Linked DNA regions of Gossypium hirsutum: region 2 is linked to region 1. Evidence: chromatin contacts called from public Hi-C data. All regions are on one chromosome and are shown on one strand. The core of a region is the stretch at or near the end of the contact, and the rest is flanking DNA. Distances in the headings are between cores, read along the strand shown. Region 1 holds the start of LOC107901062 (tubulin--tyrosine ligase-like protein 12). Region 2 holds the start of LOC107901056 (copper transporter 5).

Region 1 (6,741 bases), core at 3,656-6,155:
ATCAGAAATAAAAACTACTACTTTCGCGATATAGAGAGCATAAATCAAATCAAAGGTTGTTATTTATTTTCTATTGTTATATTTATTTTTTTTACCATTATATACGTACGAATAAAATAACTAGGGGAAAATAGAGAAACCACCTGTGTTTTGAACCCCAGATCGCCGTGGATGGCCGAGGGTGTCGTCTCCGATGAAAGACGACCGGAAGCCGAAAGGTTTCCCTGCTTTTAGGGGCACTTTCATTTATATTTTGTGGGATTTGAGCCTGGATTAAGGCTCAAGGGGACTAGAAGGTCAAACCGGGGTTTTTTCCCTTTTAGGCCACCGCAGACGGTGGTGCCGGTGCCGGAGATCGGTGGCCGGCGCGGTGGCCGGAGGACAGAGGGGCTGAGAGAGTTTTAAAATGGTTTTTTTTTTGTTTTTGTTTTGAAAATGTTTTAAAATGAAGTTTTTGAAAGAATGGGGGGCTTTTATACGGTACCAAAACGGTACCGTTTTTGGAGGGCCTCTAGACGCCCAAAACGGCGTCGTTTTGGGGAGGTCGACCCGAATCCGACCCGACCCGGCCTAGGATTCGCGTGTTTTTGAGCGGAGGGGTAAATTGCGCTTTTAGCCCCTCCGTCTTTTAATGTTTTTACAATTAAGTTTTTTTTATTTTCTTAATTTACCCTTTCACTTATCATTGTTTTCAATTTCATCCAAATGTGAACGGCGTCGTTTTGAGGAGAAGGGAAAATTTCCCTTCCAGCCCCTCTGTGTAATTCGCGCGTTCAATTTAGTCCTCCAGACTTGATTTATTTGCGGATTTACCCCAGTTTTTTTACTTGCTGTCCAATTTAATCCTTTTTTATATTTTTCTTAAAACCAATTAAAATTGATAATATAATTGTATTTTTTTAATTTTCATATGTAATTATATTTATTATATATATATGTATACTTATTTTTATGTACATATTTATGCCTTAAAAAACTAATATTTTTTCGCATATTTATACATATACTTGTTTTATTTATTTCATCAATTTTGATATCATTTCAAACCTATATATTTTTATGTGTACATGTATGCATCTTCTTTGTTTATTTCAATTATTTGCTTATTAATTGATGTTGGCATATTTTTTATTTGATATTTTGTATGTGATTATTTTTATTATGTATATTCATTTTATTTATATTATTTCTATGACGCTGTAATATTTATTATTGTATTGTATATTTAATGTAGCATCACATCATTTTTACTCGATTTCAAACTTTTCAAAATTGAGAGAATGCTCGTATTTAGGGTTTTTAAGGAAATTGAGCCCTAACGTATTGGGTTCCGATTTTCTTCGTTAAATCTAACAATCGAGCATTCCTCTTTAATAAAAAAAATAAGAACTCATTATTGGGAATTCAACACGTTGTGTCCTAACGTATTGGATGTGACGCATTGATTATTCGAAATGAAGATTTTTTCTAAAAAATAATAAAGGAAATATTCCGAGTTTAGGATTTTGGAGGAATTGTGCCCTAATGTATTGGGCCGCAATTTCTTAAATCTTGAATAAATGGATATTCTTTTAAGTTTTCATTGTACGAGTATTTTGGCCTAATTCATTTTCGAGGAAATTAGAATTTCGTGCCCTAACGCATTGGGTGTGGTATTTTCTTTTTCTGAAATGATAAGGGTTTTAATACGTAACGTTTTTAAGTTTTTGCTAAGGATTATATTTTTTTCAAATTTTCGACATTAAGACATTAATTAATTAACTAGGTACCAATTTTTTGGGCGTTATGAGGGTGCTAATCCTTCATCATACGTAACCGACCTCCGGACCCGTTTTCTAAAATTCGTAGACCAAAGTCATTTTTAGGTGATCCAATCACACCTTAATAAAAGATTGGTGGCGACTCCCAATTTTTCATTTTTTTGAGTCGACAACTAATTTTTGTTTTTTTTTTCCAAAAAAAAGGTTTCGACATAATTGATTTTATAAATGAAGAATTTTAGGTATATTTCTTTGTTTATGTTGTTTTTAATGTTTAGTGGATTTCAAACAGGTGGAATTGCTTCTGCTATTGGAAGACTTAGTCCTTCATTATTGCTTGACCCAGAGTAGATGAGTAATTTCAATCACCTTGCATAGCTTTTCGAATTGGAAGTGAACATGTATGCCATTATCCTCCATTCGTATTATTTAAGGTGCATGTGTTTGCTTCCTCAACTACTTTTATTTACATCCATTTGTTTGTTTTGTTTGGTCTTTCTTTTTATGGTCAGTATGGATTCGACCATGAGCCTTCCCTGCATTCAGAAGTGAGACCTACCACCATGGATTCGCCAGGACAACCAACAACTTCTCAAGATTCCTATGTACACACTCAGTTGGTCTAACGATGTGGTTCTTCTTGACCTCCTAGGGTTTTTTTAATACATGCTTCATCTAGCATGGGGCTTCGAAGCTGATGAGCTTGCTTGTGCAATTTCAATGACTCATGCATCCATCCATGATACTGACAATCACCTTCAGAGTAAAGATTCCTTGTATTCTGATGAGGTAGGTATTGTTAACCTTCTAGTATCACAAAAAATTATGCTTCTCAAGTCAAGGATCATGTTAATGTTTTCCTAATTATATCGATTTCATTTTTTCCTTGGAAAAGCAGGTCTTTACCTCAAATAAAGAGCTTGATAAAACAATTACGTCGGAACCCAACTTTTTAGCCAGATTTCTAAAGGCAGTTCGTATCTCCCTTCTCATGAGCAAAGTGGTCCAAGTAAAAGTATTATTTATGGTTTACAGGCTTGATTGAAATGCTACAATGGATTTCTGTAGTAGCAGAGCATTTCAATCAGATTTTTATGGAGAAAAATTGATGGAAGCAGAATGGCGCGGTGGCTAGAAACAGGGACCAAAGGAAGAAGAAGAATGGTGGAAGCAGGGGGTGGCATGGAGGGAAATAAAGTGATAAACAGTAGTGAGGATTAAAAAAAGGGTCAAAAATGCTAATATGGTGTGTAGAGTCAGTTAAGGATTTAACATGTGAGTGACTAAAATGAAAATTTTCTCTACGATAGTGATACAAAATAAGGCGGATGAATGCAGAAGAGGATCATAAAATTTGTCTAAATCACAGATTTGACTTAGGGCTCTAGACGTTTGAAAAGAAACTTGAATTTTGACACCTCTTGAAACACAATTGAATCCAAGTTAGATTAAACAATTAAAATAAATAACTAAGATAAATAAAATAATAAATCAAAGACTAGAATAATAAAGAAGAAAATAAAAAAGATATATAGAAAAGATAGAACGTGATATGTAAAAGTCCTAAGAAGCCTTTGAAACATGAAGAATTCATAACTCCCTTCAAGTGGCTCTAATTTCACCTCCAAAATAGAAACCTTAGCAAGAAAAAGTTTGAAAATGATCCCACAATTTCAAAAGATTGTTAAAAATTCTTCTAAAAGAAAACTCAAGAGAAATTCTTGAAAGAAAAACTCAAGAAGAATTTATTAACACAAAAGAGAATTTGAATAATAATAAATTGTTTCCTTTGTGTTAGCTAAATAAATCTAAATAAAACTCTTAAGTATACTAGAACTCTAATTAATCTAAACAAAAAGTTAAATTTTCTTGTTGATATAAAACTCCTAAATAACTTAAACTATTTAATACAATATTGGGCTCATATATAATAAAAATTAAGCCCCAAACCCGAATCCAATATGATTTAAACTCAAATTAAAAGCCTGAAACTCGTAATTCTCATCATAATCACGTTCAAAAATTCTGCTCACGCAGTCTTTATTAAAATAGTCATAACTTGAGCTCTCGAACTCGAAATTGAGTGATTCAAAGTGCGTTTCGAAGCTAAGATATAGATCTTCGAACACCATGAGACATATCAACTCCAAAATTTCTAGATCCTATCCAAAAAGTCATTGCAAGTTTGCTGATTTCTCAAACTTGAAAATTGGCAGCTTCTGTGAATGGAATTTAATAAATTTTACTCCATCCATGCATGTATCGTAAAAATAATATTGTAAAAAATATAAGAACCAAATTATGTTAGAAATTAAAGGATAAATGTTAAATCTCAAATTTAGGCATGGTTAAGATACTAAAACTAATGTTATTTGAACTGGACCGAATTAAGAATCGACCAGAGATCACTTCGAAAAGTGGATTTGAATAAGTTAGGTTGGGAACCGGTGTGAACTGGTTGATCTGGCTAAAAAACCAATTGAATTGGCGATTGAACTAGTTAAAAACCGATTAAACCAAGAATTTTGAATTATTTTTTTTATATTTTAAATATTTTTTTAATTAGACCAACGAACCGGTAGCCTGACCAATTCAACCACCAACACGATTTAAAAAACATTAACTAAAACTAAAATTTGATCACTTTCATATAATGTGTGTGAGAGAGAGAACGAAGGTGTCAACAAAAGAAACCATATAGCATTCATGTTATATAAAGATGTATATATTAATTAGGTCAAATTCTATTATGAGTCTTTGTCTTATGTGTAAGTTATAGATTAATAGTTGCATTTCAATTTTAGTTCATGCAGATTTTGACTTTTGAAATTTTAGTTTTGACCTAAACGATAATTGTTAAATTGTGTTGTTTTTAAGTATTAGGCGGAAATAACAAGTTGACATAACATTACCAATATGATAATATCATATGTTTGCCATATAATATTTTAGAAATAATTTAACCTAATAAATTGATACCGTTTGGGTCAAGATTGAAATTTCAAAATTTGAAAAGAATAGAAAATAAAAATATCTAAATCATAGTACATGGACTAAATTAGTTTGGCCCAATGTTAAGTTTAGTTGGGCTTCTTGACACTCTTGCATACAGAAAGATTACCAGGCCATTGTTTTGGTCTATCGTCGACCTTTAAAACCTCGGAGTACCTCGGTTCAACTGCAAAAACCCTTCATCTTAAAGGCTAAATCCTCGCTCTCCACCATAGTTGCTGTCATCCAACACTAATGTCGGCCACAAATGCAAGTAATGGCAGTAGAATCGAAACTTACGAGGACTTCGTGAAAGTCCATGATCTGCTTTTAGCAGCATCGGGGCTGCCCCAATCACTTCATTTTAAACTCTTCCAGAAGCTAGCATCGGAAACATTTGATGGCGGAGCTCACTTCGAGATTGAACCCTGCGAGGAAGGCCGTCAGAGACGGTTATTGTTAACCTCCGAAACCATGGCTAAAGACTCCAATGTTTTCCTCATCGACCATGCCTGGACATTTCGCCTCCCGGACGACTACAAACAGGTTCGATTTTTTTTTCTTTTTTAAATAATCAGAATTCATTTGAAGTTCTTTTTTAGTGAAAACTGATATGTTCTGTGATTGATTGCAGTTGCAGGAGGTTCCGGGGTTGGTGCAGCGGATGGCTGCTCTAATGTGCGTGGACGTCGAAGACGACGGCGGTTCAGAACAGGCCGCTGAAAGTGGCGGGAAAATGACCGCCGAGGAAGTTTTGGAGAGCGAAATTCGAAACGCGAAAGAGACGGGAGATGGATTTGTGAGATGGTTGGAGCTCGAGGAGCTTGGACTTGACGACGCCACCTTCCTTTCTCTCAACTTGTCCACTAAATTTCCGGTTAGTCAATCATCATTCTATCATACTTTACCTTATTCCAGGTCACTTTAACTTATGAATTGATCTGTTTTGGTCGCAGGATTTATTGGCACTTAGCTTGTGCGGGAACAAGCTGGAAAACCAGGAGAAACTTGTTGAGGAAGTTACTAAATTTAAGAACTTAAAGGCTCTTTGGTTGAACAATAATCCAGTTCTTGAAAAAAGGTTTTGTCTTGTTCATTCTTGAAGAAGAAAGTATTTAAAGTTACTGTTGTTGGGTTTCTATTAAATGAGTATCTGTTTTTGTTTATAGTGACTGTGGCATGGAAGATGCAATTCTTCAAGGATGTCCCAAACTCGAAATCTATAACTCTAGATTTACCCATAATTTTGGTGAGTGGGCATTGGGATTTTGTGCTGATGTGTATGGGAAGGATAATCCTGCAAGTAGTCATCAGGGAAACCTTCCTTTGCAAAGTGTGACCTCACTTGACCATTCGAATAGAGGCATCCATAATCTGATCAATAAGGTCTAACATGCATTGCGTTTTCCTTCCGTTTACAAAATTAATCATAACATGGAAAGAAGATGCAAGATGATTCTGCTTTCTCTTTTTCAGGCGTTCTCGCCTTTTGAGATGCCAAATCTTTCATATTTGAACATTCGAGGCAATCCGATTGAAGAAAATTCAGTCAGTGATTTGTTTGGACTCTTGAAGGCCTTTTATTGCTTACAATCTTTGGAGGTATGTTTGTTGGAAAACATTGCTTTTGTATTCTAATGAGAACACATGGTGCTACAATAGGTTTGAGACAATTGGAAGGTCGTATTTCATCTTAAAATAATTGATCTTGCAGGTGGATATACCTGGCCCACTCGGAGATAGTGCTGTGGAAATTCTTGAATCCCTTCCCACTCTTTCCTCATTGAATGGTGTTGATGCATCCAAAATCTTAGAATCTGAAAATCATATTGTTGATTCAATGCTTCAGCTACGTCTGCCTGAATGGACTGCTGAAGAACCTCTTGCTGATCGTGTTCTTAATGCAATGTGGTTATATTTAATGAATTATAGACTCGCAGATGAGGAAAAGCTTGATGAAAATCCTGTATGGTATGTCTCTTACATTGAT
Region 2 (6,626 bases), core at 2,475-4,974, 150 kb after region 1:
GAACAATATAAATATATATAACAAAACGTGCTCCACAATGTTTGCCAATACGTATTCTTACATCCATGTATATATTATACGTATAGCAATAGTCAAACAACTTTGCCTAATCTTTCAAAATAGAGAAAAAAAACCATTTTTACATGTATATAAGCACGGATTGTCTCAGACTTGAGTAACATCAACTTAGCCTAATCCTTGAGAGATAGAAAGAGAGAAATCCATGGCCGGGAAAGCCAATACAATGCCGGTTATCAGTAAGCTGTATTGTTCTTCATCTCAGGTGGTGCTTGCGGTTAGGAGGAGGCCGCATGTGGTGAACGGAGGCGGTTTCGTGGTGACGGATTGTAGCCAGATGGTTGTTTTCAGGGTCGACGGTTGTGGGGTTCTGGGTACTAAAGGGGAGCTGGTCTTGAGAGATGGAAATGGGGATGCTTTGCTTCTCATACGTCGAAAGGTAAATATTGTATATTTTTCGATAACTTTAAAACAGGGATTTGAAGTTCCTTTGTATACCATCAAATTATGATAAATTCTTCAAGGCATGATCTATAGTGTGTGTGCATGCATATGAATGAATCAGTTTAAATGAATGAGCCTTGAATTTCCTCGAGTGTTTTGGATGAAAACAACTTGCATTTGCATGTTAGATGGAAAGATAAAAAGGAACATGATATGCAAGTGGATAAAGCAGGATAACATGGAATAGAAAACTGGTCATCATGATTATAACTGTGTCCTAAAGTAGTCTCCAATAGGGATGGCAAATTGGTTCAAGTAACTTTGTACAATAGAGAAGCTGGTGGGATGAGATTTATCCATGTATTAAAACTATATGTACCGCGAGGGCCGAATTCAGAAAACTTGTTTAGGGGCTTATAATTTTTGTGATAGTAAAAATATAAGTTCTATCATTTTAATAATTTATATATTTATATTGTTAAAGAATTAAATTAAATTTTTATATTTTTAGAGGGACAGGGTAAAATTTTACCTTTACTAATTTAAAATTTTAAAAATTTAAAAGACTTAAATAGAAAATTTTCTTTTTTAGGGGTGTGCGGTTTGCATCTCCATTATATTAACAAACTAAAATCATATTTTGTCTCTCATTAAGTCCCTCAGGTGATGATTCTTTCTGGGCTAATTGTGCCCAAGTCCCTGTATTCTTCTTTCGTTTTGATACATTATAACTTGCGGGAAGGAATTTTATTACCAGAGTTGAAAGTGCCAACATAGAGCTTCATTTAGGTTGTTGGCTAATCCCTCTAGTTTCAATTTGAAGAATCAGTTCCTTTTACTTGTGTAATTTAAAAATCAAAGTCCAACTGATAACATTGTTGGTTTTCGTTAAATTTGAATACGTAACATTATAATATTAAAAAAAATGTTTAATTTAAAAATTAAAATGAAATTGATTTAAAAAGAAGTTAATTAATAGTGTTATCAATAGAAATTTGACTTTTAACTTAAAATAAATAGAGGCATTGAATTCCTAGAATTAAAAACGGGGAATAAGCTTGAAAAGTATAGAGACTGGGGACAGAATTAAACTTTTGGTTTCAAATTTTTTAGCACTATGATGCATAGTGATTTTTAATAACCGAGTAGACATGGGATATATACGCACAAGCATAGGCAGGCAGGCAGGCAGATAAGCACAAATTGTATTGCTATGGGCTAAGCTAAAGCCTAATGGTTGTTGATTCCTATATTCCAGGGAGGGATGGTTGAGGCACTAAGCATACATAAAAAATGGAAAGGCTACAGTTTCGACTACGAAGGATCACAAAAGTTGGTTTTCACTTTAAAGGAGCCAGCCCGTCCATGCCTATCCAATAACAATGCCATCAGAATCTCCACTGAACCAAAAAGCAGCAGCAAGCAGTGTGAGTATGAGATCAATGGTTATTTCCCTGACAGAAAATGCAGCATCATTGATTCCACAGGCAACCTTGTCGCTCAGGTAGTATACTTCATTTAATATAACATGGTATCAAGTTTAGTTTTGTTCTAAATCATAAGTTTACGTACAGGTTGGAGTAAAGAAGGAAGTAGAGGAGTTGATGGCAAGTAAAGATGTTTATCAAGTAGTGGTAAAACCTGGGGTTGATCAAGCTTTTGTTTTTGGAGTCATTGCTGTTCTTGATTACATTTACGGTGAATCTACCAGGTGCTGATTGAGGGATTTCTGTAAACCCCCAAAGTAGAAGTTAAATTTGTTGGTTTGGGTTCCATTTGGATGACTAGATTTGGAATGAATTAAGCTGCAAATTCCTCTTTATTTTAGGATCTGTAATCCTTAGCATGTATATAAAATAATAACTTAGAATAATATTAAAGATTTGTGGCTATCTTTTCTGTTTGTTTTTCTCCGCTTATATTAGTATAGCCTAGGAATGCAGCAACAATAAATTTAAGGAAGAATCCTATGCTATTCGCCTCTGCCCAACTAACTTGACAAACAGTCAAATGAAGTAATAGAAATGAAGAATTGGATGGTAAATGGCTTCATCTTTGAACGGGAACAATTCTATCTCTCTTTACATTCCAAATTTAATCAAAATTTGAAAATGTCAAGGAGTGAAAGCTAAACTTTCTGATGGAAAAAGAAGCTTCCTTTTAGAACATAAGACAAATGTTTATGAAATTCTCACGGCAAGCAACTAGCAAATGAATACGCTTGATTCCTTCCATCAATCAAACGCAAACTTCCTTTTTTTCTCTAACAAGAAAACCCTCCTCAACAAAATCAATGGAGTTCATGAACAAGGTAATCAGATCGGCGAAATTTACAACAAGGATAATTGATTTATAACAAGGCAAAACACAATTACTATACGATTCAAGAACAGGGAATACTGGTAGAGAACACAAATTACAGAAAAATACTATGCTAGCTTTGTGGGACAAAAAAGCGGGGGAAGCGTTAAGCGCAGGCGCAAACGTTCTCCACCACCACGGTCTCGTCATCGGCGGACCTGAAAATCAGGTACCCAACAGCCAGTCCCAAAACAATAGCCAAGAAAATGCCTCCGTTGAAAGACATGATGGCCAACATCAGGAGATAACCGATAGCCGAATTGATCCCGAAGAGCAAGGCCGTCGCGAATTTAGCGGAGCGGCGGTATTTGGGGAGGAGAGGAACAGAAGCGCCGGCGGAGGAAGGCGGGGATGGGTTGGAGGAAGCAAGGGATCTGAAACGGAGGCGTCGATCTTCCATGTACTGGTAAAAGGAAGAGAAGAGAAAACAAGCAAGCAAAGTGAGGAGGTAACTCAGCCATGAATCAGTCTTCCAGGAATCGATGAGCAGAGTCACGTCCTTTCCCCAGTACAAGGTCATGTGCATCATCTTCTTCGATTGACTGAACCCTCAAACACACAGACAAAAAGGGCAAAATGGAAAGCAGTTTTGTTGATTGTCGTGTTAAGACAGAAAATCTTAAAAAAGAATTTGACAGATTGCTTTGGTTTTATCAGGAAATCCCAATTTTGGGAACCAATCCAGTTCTGGGATTTGGAGTATGGACTTACGATTATGCCCTTAATAGGATGTGCTTGGCCTTGGGGAAATGGAATAACTGTTGAAAAGAATGGAGCTGCAAGTGGCCCAGCCCTACTCTAGACCGAGTCAATTCTCATCTAACAAAAGCAAGAGACAGTTGATTGAAATTTATAGTTAGATTAAAATTGGAATCCAACATCTAAAGATATGCATAGCATTCGGAATAATGAGAGTGCAACTGACGTAACTATTTAAACCCAATGCCACGCTATACAAGTACAAAAGGCGAAGCAAAAGTTATCCCCTACTGACTGAACTTTGTTGTTAGGTTTAGCATTAAAAGTCAAGGAAGATACTTTCCCAGCCATGAATTTGTCAACCTAAACCTATAGGTAAAACACCACCGGATGTGCTCACCCCAACAATGAAAAATGTCAAGTTGTGATCCCTAGTGTCTTGATTGGGCACATATCCTTGGGTTTTTGCAGGCAACACAATGAGAGGCCAAAATCTAGAAATCCCATTGTACAAAACAAGTTACTATCTCTAGGAATTATGTACAAAGAAGGTTAGTTATATCGCACACCAAACACTAATGAGATACCCAAACTAGCAAGGGTATTGAATTAGATCCTCCCCAACATCTTACCATTGTAATTTTCACACAAGTGAAGCATTTAACATCAAATCACCCAATGAGTTGCCCTATGCGAACATTGTCCTAACCAGGATTGATGGGTTAATCCTAAATATCACACCTAATGCCACCAACAAAGAAACAAGTTTATTTGCAACAATATAAAGCCAGACAATTTCGTAAAAGTTTTCTCAAAAAACCCAAGGAAGCTAAAGTCAAAGAGATGGTTGGTCACATGCAGTATGTATCGATGCAGGAACTCCTAACATACCACCAAATGTAACATCAATAAAGTATAAAAGTTCGTTACTCCAATGACTTGCATCATCTTGAATCTTCCATAAAAAGCTAGAACAATCAGTGTAAATGTAGCACTAGCCACAACATGCCCATTTGACCTTTTCTCCTATTCTAGGAATTGTCATTTGTCAATGGTCTTGGAACAATCACTCTAGGAATGAAAGAAACTTATAACAATAAAAGAAAGATTGATCTTTCAGTATTTCCTTATCATTCTAAACCCATATAGGTTTTGTATAATGTAGAGGGTTATTTGATGGAGAGAAGAGACATTGCAAACAAGTGAATGAGATGTATCGGAAGAAGGCAGAGAGGATGACTAAAGCAAATCCAATAACGCTAAGCGCATCGATAAGTAATGGTTGGTAAAGTGGAGAAAGGGACATGTGGCTAACGGTAAGGCTAAACAAAGAAAATAATTTGAGAGAATTTTAGAGAGAGCTTTGAGAGTTAGAATGCCAAAGTGTCAAAAGTCCTTTTACTAGTTGTGAAAGGCTCCTATTTATATTGTTTCAAGAATAAGACTTACAAAGCGATCAATTAACGAGAATAATAACTCATATTTTTTAGTAACAAAGGCATTAATGGTTTATTATTATGTTATTATTATTATGAAAGGATTTTGTTGCTGATGCTAATAAGTAGTGAACAAAAGTTCACTATGTTTTGGGAAGAAAAGAGAAGCACTCAATATTACAAGAAGAGGTTAAGAGGAAAACCTTTAAACTACCTCCATATTTGATCCATCGAACCAAGCTCTCCGAAACATCCCAAAAAGTGAAGATAACCCAAGAACCCTATCATATTCCGGGGTTACTTCAACTTCTTTTACTTTGGTCAAGTGGTACCATGAGAAACATCTTTCGTGGAACATCTCTTAAAACACAAGATGATGTGTGACACCCCACACCAGACTCGGTCGTCAAATTCGAATATGAGACGTCACATTACATTACCGAAGCAAATTTGACTACCTCGATCCAATATCACAAAGTTTAACATGTAATTATCATACAATTCAAATCAATCGACATTCATAATCTTTCACATAAGCATATTATAGATGTCTACCAACTTTATTTAAGAAGTCTTAGAATTGTTCGAGATACAAAACGGAGTCAAGACTTGATTTCAAACTGAAATTTCAACAGTGTCTCAAGATAGGGCATTCATGTCTTAAGACCTATTGATTTTTATTCTTGTTTCGGTGTTGGAATATCTCAAGACATTTAAGTTTATATCTTGAGACTTGATCACTTATGTCTCGGGACCTGTCTCGAGGCATAGTTCCCTTACTTTAGACTCTAACTTCGATGCATCAAGATAAATGGGTTCTTATCTCGATACCTAAAACAAAGCAAAATTATCTTAGGTTCGATGTTTACTTGTCTCGAGACAAGTGATTATTGGGAAATGTGTCCATATTGTAGTAAACATGTAATTGTTTTCTATGTATTTGAACGATGAATAAATAAAGTTAATTTCACATTTCACTATTATGTCTTTTTTGTTTTTGTCGTTCATGTTTTACATGCATAGTGAAATTGTGACAAGCAAATACTAGCTCATTAATTGTCTAAGTTCAAACTGATGATAAGTGGCACTGTAAGAACGTTTACATTGCAAGAAAGACAACTTACTTCAGTAGATAATCTTAACGAGTCCATAATCCCGTAAAAAAATCAAAGTGAGAATTTGATTCAAATACTTAGAAGGATTATTATGTCGTTTACAATTACAATTGGGGAGATGACTAGTCTTGGCTATCGGAGCAGTTGACTCCATGGGTAGAGACATAAATGTATTCATTGAAAGAATGATACATTGGATTGGACCTAAGATGAATTAATTCTGAATCTGTTTGTGAATTAATTCACTTGTGACGTTCATGGTGTGATATACCTAAATTCTGATTTAGTCACTGACCATGCGTATGTAACTCATGTTCTTTGATATGATTAGATGCTTATGCTCTAAAGATGATCAAGCCCATAGTCGGTATGTTGAGTACATGACTTGTGTATGGAATGACTTTATTAGCAACAATGGAATTCATAGCTCGATTAAAGATTTAACGATACCCTTTTATTGGTATTGTGTGGATTGATAAATATGGAATGTAGTCACGGGTTGCTTATTCTCGAACAAACAATTTATCATAGTCATTTGTTGACAGTGATCATA

The links. A called contact is a pair of places that touch in the nucleus more often than the background predicts.
Region 2: a contact with region 1 is called in a Hi-C map of leaf, with 2.0 times the contacts expected there. The contact joins the promoter of LOC107901056 here to the promoter of LOC107901062 in region 1. A contact is called at or near these places in 4 of 34 Hi-C or Micro-C datasets (all in leaf).

Annotation. Positions count from the first base shown.
Region 1 is chrD06:14,628,284-14,635,024 of Gossypium_hirsutum_v2.1, forward strand. LOC107901062 (tubulin--tyrosine ligase-like protein 12) reads left to right here and starts at 4,906. Exons shown (of 15, transcript XM_041095794.1): 1 at 4,906-5,297; 2 at 5,386-5,628; 3 at 5,708-5,832; 4 at 5,921-6,137; 5 at 6,228-6,353; 6 at 6,466-6,722. The coding sequence starts at 5,007.
Region 2 is chrD06:14,782,783-14,789,408 of Gossypium_hirsutum_v2.1, forward strand. LOC107901056 (copper transporter 5) reads right to left here and starts at 3,725. Exons shown (of 1, transcript XM_016826898.2): 1 at 2,692-3,725. The coding sequence starts at 3,352. The coding sequence ends at 2,930. LOC107901055 (protein LURP-one-related 6) reads left to right here. Exons shown (of 3, transcript XM_016826897.2): 1 at 1-457; 2 at 1,721-1,966; 3 at 2,037-2,354. The coding sequence starts at 224. The coding sequence ends at 2,180.